Regions from separate parts of the Sus scrofa genome. Here region 1 is linked to region 2. Evidence: chromatin contacts called from public HiChIP or PLAC-seq data. All regions are on one chromosome and are shown on one strand. Each heading gives the region's core, a stretch centred on a gene start, on an enhancer-like site or on the middle of the called end of the contact. The rest is flanking DNA. Distances are from core to core; before and after follow the strand shown. Region 1 overlaps SCRT2 (transcriptional repressor scratch 2). Region 2 holds the start of NRSN2 (neurensin-2).

Region 1 (2,700 bases), core at 83-2,582, 280 kb before region 2:
AAAAGTCATTCTCAGGTGACATGCACACGACATCGCCACTTCTCCCTTCACTACAGCCCCACGTGGCAGGAGTGGCTCTAGCCCCTATCCTTCAAATGGGGCACTGGAGCCTGGAGAGGCTTTGTGAGTTGCCCATGGTCACGCAGCTGGAGTATGAGTATAAGAGCCAGGATGAGAGTCAAGTCTCTTCTCTCTGGGTCCCTGGGCCTCCCTGCCTCCATCTGGACCCAAACAAGAGAGGACTGTCTCACCCTGTTGGCTGGGGAGCAGGCAGCTCAGCCTTCTACAGTCACCTGTAGGGTACAGGAAGGCACCCCGAACCTGTCTGAGTTCCACACACAGAGTCAGAAGAGCACTTCCCATAGTGTCCTAAAGGAGGCTCCAGGGTTGAGGCCCAGAGAGGTGAAGTGGTTTGCCCAAGGTCACCCAGCAGCCTGAGATACCCAGGTGTGTCCCCTTCTACTCTCCAGCAGATTAGAAGGATATCACTAAGAAATGGAGGGCCAGTAATAATGACAATAATAATAGCAGCTTGAGAGGCTACTGCGTGCCAGGCATTGTACTAAGCATTTTATACCATTAATTTGTTCAATTCCATGATGAGTTCCTTTATACAGATTATGGCACCAAAAGGTTAACTAACTTGCCCAAGGTCACACAGCTAGGGAGAGGTCTGCGGTCTGAAGTGGAGTTGATGAGGGTTGGGTTCTAGGGAAAGGACAATGGGCATCATTGAGGGGTCTATTCCGCCAGGATGCAGAAAGGGTCTTTAGAGCCTCCCAGTCAACCTTATTCCAGTACACAGTCCAGGGGGGTGTTTTTGTTTGTTTGTGGGGTTTTTTGGCCACACTTGAAACATGGGGAAGCTCCCAGGGCCGGGGATTGAACCAGTTGCCACCTGCACTGCGGTAATACTGTGTCCTTAACCCGCTGTGCCACAAGGGAACTTCCACAGAGGTTAAACAAACTGACCAAGGTCACAAAGCAAGTTAGAACCACCTCTGCCAACATGAACACATAAACTCTCATACCACCCTCCCAAACCCCACCCCAAACCCCTGCCAAACTCCACAGCTGCTGGCCCCCCAGTTGGTCTGGCCCCACAATTCCTGTCCAGAAGGCAATTCCACATCCATCCGTAGGCAGAAGAGCAGCCTTTGTTTGAGGCGCCCCTATTTCTATAAAGAGACCCCCAGCGGCAGGAGTAAGGGGCTGCAGTACTGCATTCTACCACCAGAGGGCGCCACAGACAGAGCCCAGCTGGGACGTGGACTGCCGGGTGCATTGAGCTCCTACCAATGTGCAACACAGGAGTTTTCTCACCAGGGCATGAGGCAGAAATTACACATCCTGGTGAGGAAACTGTGGCCCAGGGAGGAGCTGCAAGATGTGTCTGTGCAGACGCCAAGAAAACTGCAGCACGGAAACCCATCTGGGGAGAATGTTATTGTTACTCATAATGACAGTCCGGGTCTTGTGCCAGGCACTGGGTTGGAATCCTGACTCTAAGTTACTTAACTACCTTGTGCCTCGGATTCCTCATCCGTAAGATGGTACCAACTGCAGCGTTATGATGGTGAAATGCATTTTGTGTGTGTGTAAAGCCTTTAAATAGCATCTGACACATACATGCTCCAGGAGTGCTGGTTATTATTTGTTCACTTTTCACTCACGGACTCCTTACTGTCCATGAAATTCATTCATGGACTCCTTACTGCAAACTGTATGAGTTAGGTGCTTTTATCATCCCCCATTTTACATCTGGGGAAATAGAGGCATCGAGAGATCAATTGTCCAAGACCACACAGCTTGGAACAGCAAAGCTGGAACTCAATCCAGGCAGTCTGGCACCAAAATCGGGCTCCTAACCAGTATGCCATCCTTCCTTAATAATAAAACGTGCAAGGCAAGGGCCACATGATCAGGGACCCTCTCCAAATGAATTTTATACTATTCCCATCTCCAGAGAAAGATGAGACACAGAAAGACACACGACCTACTCAAGGTCACCCAGCTAGAACCAGTGTCGGGAATCAAGTCGTCCCAGGAGCAGGTAGACAGAATGGTTGGCGGCAGACCCTGCCGGGCCAGGGAATGAGGCTGGCCTGGCAAATCTTTATCACCCATTTATCACCCACTTCACAAATACTTATCGAGTGCCTATCAGCTGGGGCACTGGGGATAGAAGGTGAACAATCTCTCGGGCGTGTGGAAAACAGGGAGCAGAGCAGTGGGTTCCAACCCTTGTTCCACCCCTTGATCAAGCACCACCACCGGCGCCTGTTTCCTTCTCTGTAACACGGGGTACTTTTGTGAAGATTCAACAAGGTGACAGGCCTGAAGCATTTAACACAGAGCCTGGCACTTAGTAAGTGCTCAATAAATATCAGTTAGTATTATTGTATCATCAGTAATTTCCAACGGGAAGAAATACAGAAGGAGAAAGAGAGGGTCTGGGTGTGCCCAACAGGTATTTCAACTTAGTCTGAAACAATACTCCCTTAACATCTGGGGGCCTGACAAGTCCCAGGCCTGACTCCTGGAGTGGGAGGTGGGGGAACCTCCAGACCGAAGGCAGACAAGAGGAGAAGAATGGGGTGCTGAGAGGCTGAGCCCCCTCCACTATAAAACCACCACCACCACTGCCCTCTCTGCACCTGACCTCAGTGCCCCTCCCTACTAAGTCCGCCAACCCCACAA
Region 2 (2,881 bases), core at 247-2,746:
AGCACAAAGAAAAAGACATTCGGACACATCACACAAAGACACACACACACACGCACACGCACACACGCACACGCGCACACACACACACACACACACAGCCACAGCGTGATGAAGGTGATTTTATGGACCTGCATGAGCGCACAGAAGTGCTGTCATTAAAGCCTGTCTATAAATTGCAGTTCGCCACAGTTCTCACCCAAAACTCAGGGATAAAAAAGGGAAAAGGGGTAAAAGACACCCCCCCACACCCGCCCCCTCAAATTGACAGACAATGGGAAAAGACCAAAGCGAAAGACAGGGAAAGAACAGGGCAATCGGTCCGGGCGGAGCGCTCCCCGGGAGTGGGGGCTGGGGGGAGCTGGGCTCTGCAGAGGGTGTGGCCACATTGGGAACCTTTGCTTCGGGGAGGCCGGGATCAGGAGACTACAACGCAGCTGGTGGGGCGGCGGGCGTCAGTGCCACGACACTCCTAGGGGAGGGGGCGGGGAGGGAGCTCGGGGATGGTAGGCCCGGCTTAGCTCCTCCCCTGTAACTCCCAGTTCCTCTCCTCCAAATACACACTGTCACCCGATCTCGCTGGCGTAGGAGAAGGAAGGTGACCTTGACACTGCCAACCTCCCCACCCCCCGCCTCGGCCTGGCCCCTCCCTCTCCTTTTCAGGTTGCCAGGAGGCTGACTGGCGGTCGGGGGTAAGGGAGCGGGAGGATGCTGAGAACCCGGGACCAGGGTTGCCATAGGAACCGCTGGGGCGCTCTCCTTAGGCTGGATGCAGAAGGAGCTCAGAAAGCAGGGAGCGGGAAGAGGAGGGGGCTCCGGGATCCGTGGGGTGGAGGCTGCCGCGCGGAGGCGAGCGGAGGGAGGCGCACCGGAAGGTGACAGGCGCGAGGACAGAAGATGGCTGTAATCTGTCGCCTTAATGGGGCCACGCTCAGTTCTCCTTCTCAGACCCCCCCAGACCCGCCCCCTTAGCGTTCGGCATCGCTCAAGCAGGAAGAGGGGCGCCGTCCTGGGGAGCGAGGCCAGGTCCCCTCACCACCACCACCACCGCATACGGTTTCTGACCCGGTCGCCGGTTCGAGACTTCAAGTGCATCCTTTCCCCAGGAGGGAAACTGAGGCATAGAGGGGTGCCAATGGGTTTTCAGCAGGGAGGGAGAGGGGGTCTTGTCCTTTGAAGCCTCACCCAGCCTATCAACCCTGAGGTGCCTCGGGGCGTTGGGGCTGAAGAGATGTCTGCCTCCTGCTACGTCCCTGGGACCCCCGCCTCCCAAAGCTCGAGGCACATCAGGGCTGGGGCCGCCGTCCGGCCTGAGGCGGGACAAGGCAGGGGCTGGGGACGCAGCGGGAGTGGGGGATTCTTCGAATCCCGGGAGGAGGCAGGGTGGGGGTCGCGCCGCGAGTGGAGCAGGGCTGAGCTCACCTCTCGGTCTGCGGTCTCCGCCGAGCGGGAGCCGGGGCTCCTGCGCAGCAGAAGCGGTTTGGGTCGGCGCGTGCGCCGCAGTCGGGGGGCGGGGGTGGTGAGGTGGGGGTGAGGTGGGGGTGGGGGGCGGGCAATCGGCCCCAAGGGCTGGCCCTGCAGATTTCGGACCCTTGAAGGACCCCGAGCCCTGTCCTTTTCTGGGAATTCCCTTCTTTCTCTGAGACCCCAGGCCTCTCGCCGGGACCCCACCCCCTTATGCAGCCCCTCAAACATCTCACCTGACTGTCCTATCTCTCCCTCCATCTCCCAACCCGCCGACTGAAGATCCTTGGCTTCGCTGAGCTTTATGTCTCCACTGTATCTTCAGTCCCCTCTCTGGGCCTCTGCATGGAGCCCTCACCCAAGTACACAAGGGCTCAGCTCCTGCCTGAGCCCTCGTCCTCTTAACAGACTCCCATCTCTCAATCTGGGCCCCCACCCATGGTTGAGACCCATCTCTCTCCCAATGGGTCCCCATCAGAAGTGCCTTCCTGGAGATCCCGTCGTGGCTCAGTGGTTAACGAATCCAACTAGGAACCATGAAGTTGTGGGTTCGATCCCTGGCCTTGCTCAGTGGGTTAAGGATCCGGCATTGCTGTGAGCTGCGGTGTAGGTCGAAGACTCGGTTCGGATCCCTCGTTGCTGTGGCTCTGGCATAGGCCAGTGGCTACAGCTCTGATTCGACCCCTAGCCTGGGAATCTCCATATGCCACGGGTGCAGCCCTAGAAAAGGCAAAAAGTCAAAACCAAAATCAAAAAACAAAAAACCAACATGGTGCTTGTGAGTTGAAGTCTGGAGTCAGACAGATCAGTGTGTGTATCCCTGGTCCTGCCACTTTCGGCTTACGTGTTTTAAATGCTCTGAGCCTCAGTAAAATCAAGATAATATTATCGACTGCCTCTCAAAGGGGTTATAATAGTGAAATGAGGAGTTCCCTTCATGGCTCAGTGGAAACGAACACATCCATGAGAACGAAGGTTTGATCTCTGGCCTCATTGATTGGGTTAAGGATCAGGTGTTGCCGTGAGCTGTGGTGTAGGTCTCAGACACCGCTCAGATCCTGCATTGCTGTGGCTGTGGCGTGCGCCAGCAGTTGCAGCTCTGATTGGACCCCTAGCCTGGGAACCTCCATATACTGCAGGTGCAGCCCTAAAAAGACAAAAAAAAAAAAAAAAAAAAAGAGTGAAATGAGGAGTTCCCTGATGGCCTAGCAGATTAAGGATCTGGCATTGTCACTGCTTGGGCTCAGGTTGTTGATGTGGTATTGGTACGATCCCTAGCCAGGGAACTTCTGCATGCCTTGGGTGTGGCCAAAAACAAAACAATGAAATGAGATGTGCATACAAGACACTTAGCAAATCTCCTGGAACAGAAGAAGAACTCAATAAATTATTATCATTGTTATTACCATTATTGTTATAT

The links. HiChIP or PLAC-seq counts read pairs in DNA pulled down with a chosen protein or histone mark.
Region 1: an H3K27ac HiChIP or PLAC-seq map of alveolar macrophages shows a contact between it and region 2. The contact joins the enhancer-like site here to the promoter of NRSN2 in region 2. A contact is called at or near these places in 12 of 47 Hi-C or Micro-C datasets (alveolar macrophages, blood, embryonic fibroblasts and 7 more) and 1 of 2 datasets of contacts at active chromatin or transcription factors (alveolar macrophages).

The regions. Positions count from the first base shown.
Region 1 is chr17:34,564,804-34,567,503 of Sscrofa11.1, forward strand. All of the region lies in intron 1 of SCRT2 (transcriptional repressor scratch 2), which reads left to right. The region is part of intron 1 of LOC106506648 (a long non-coding RNA gene); the gene reads right to left. Among named protein-coding and RNA genes, the nearest start is that of SCRT2, 7.9 kb to the left of the region's middle. Within about 2 kb of position 1,333, at least 5 of the 83 cell types and tissues checked have an H3K27ac peak or open chromatin away from gene starts, as enhancers often do. A contact at or near this core is called in alveolar macrophages, where this site is marked.
Region 2 is chr17:34,843,009-34,845,889 of Sscrofa11.1, forward strand. It overlaps NRSN2 (neurensin-2), which reads right to left and starts at 1,497. Exons shown (of 3, transcript XM_001928104.4): 1 at 1,420-1,497.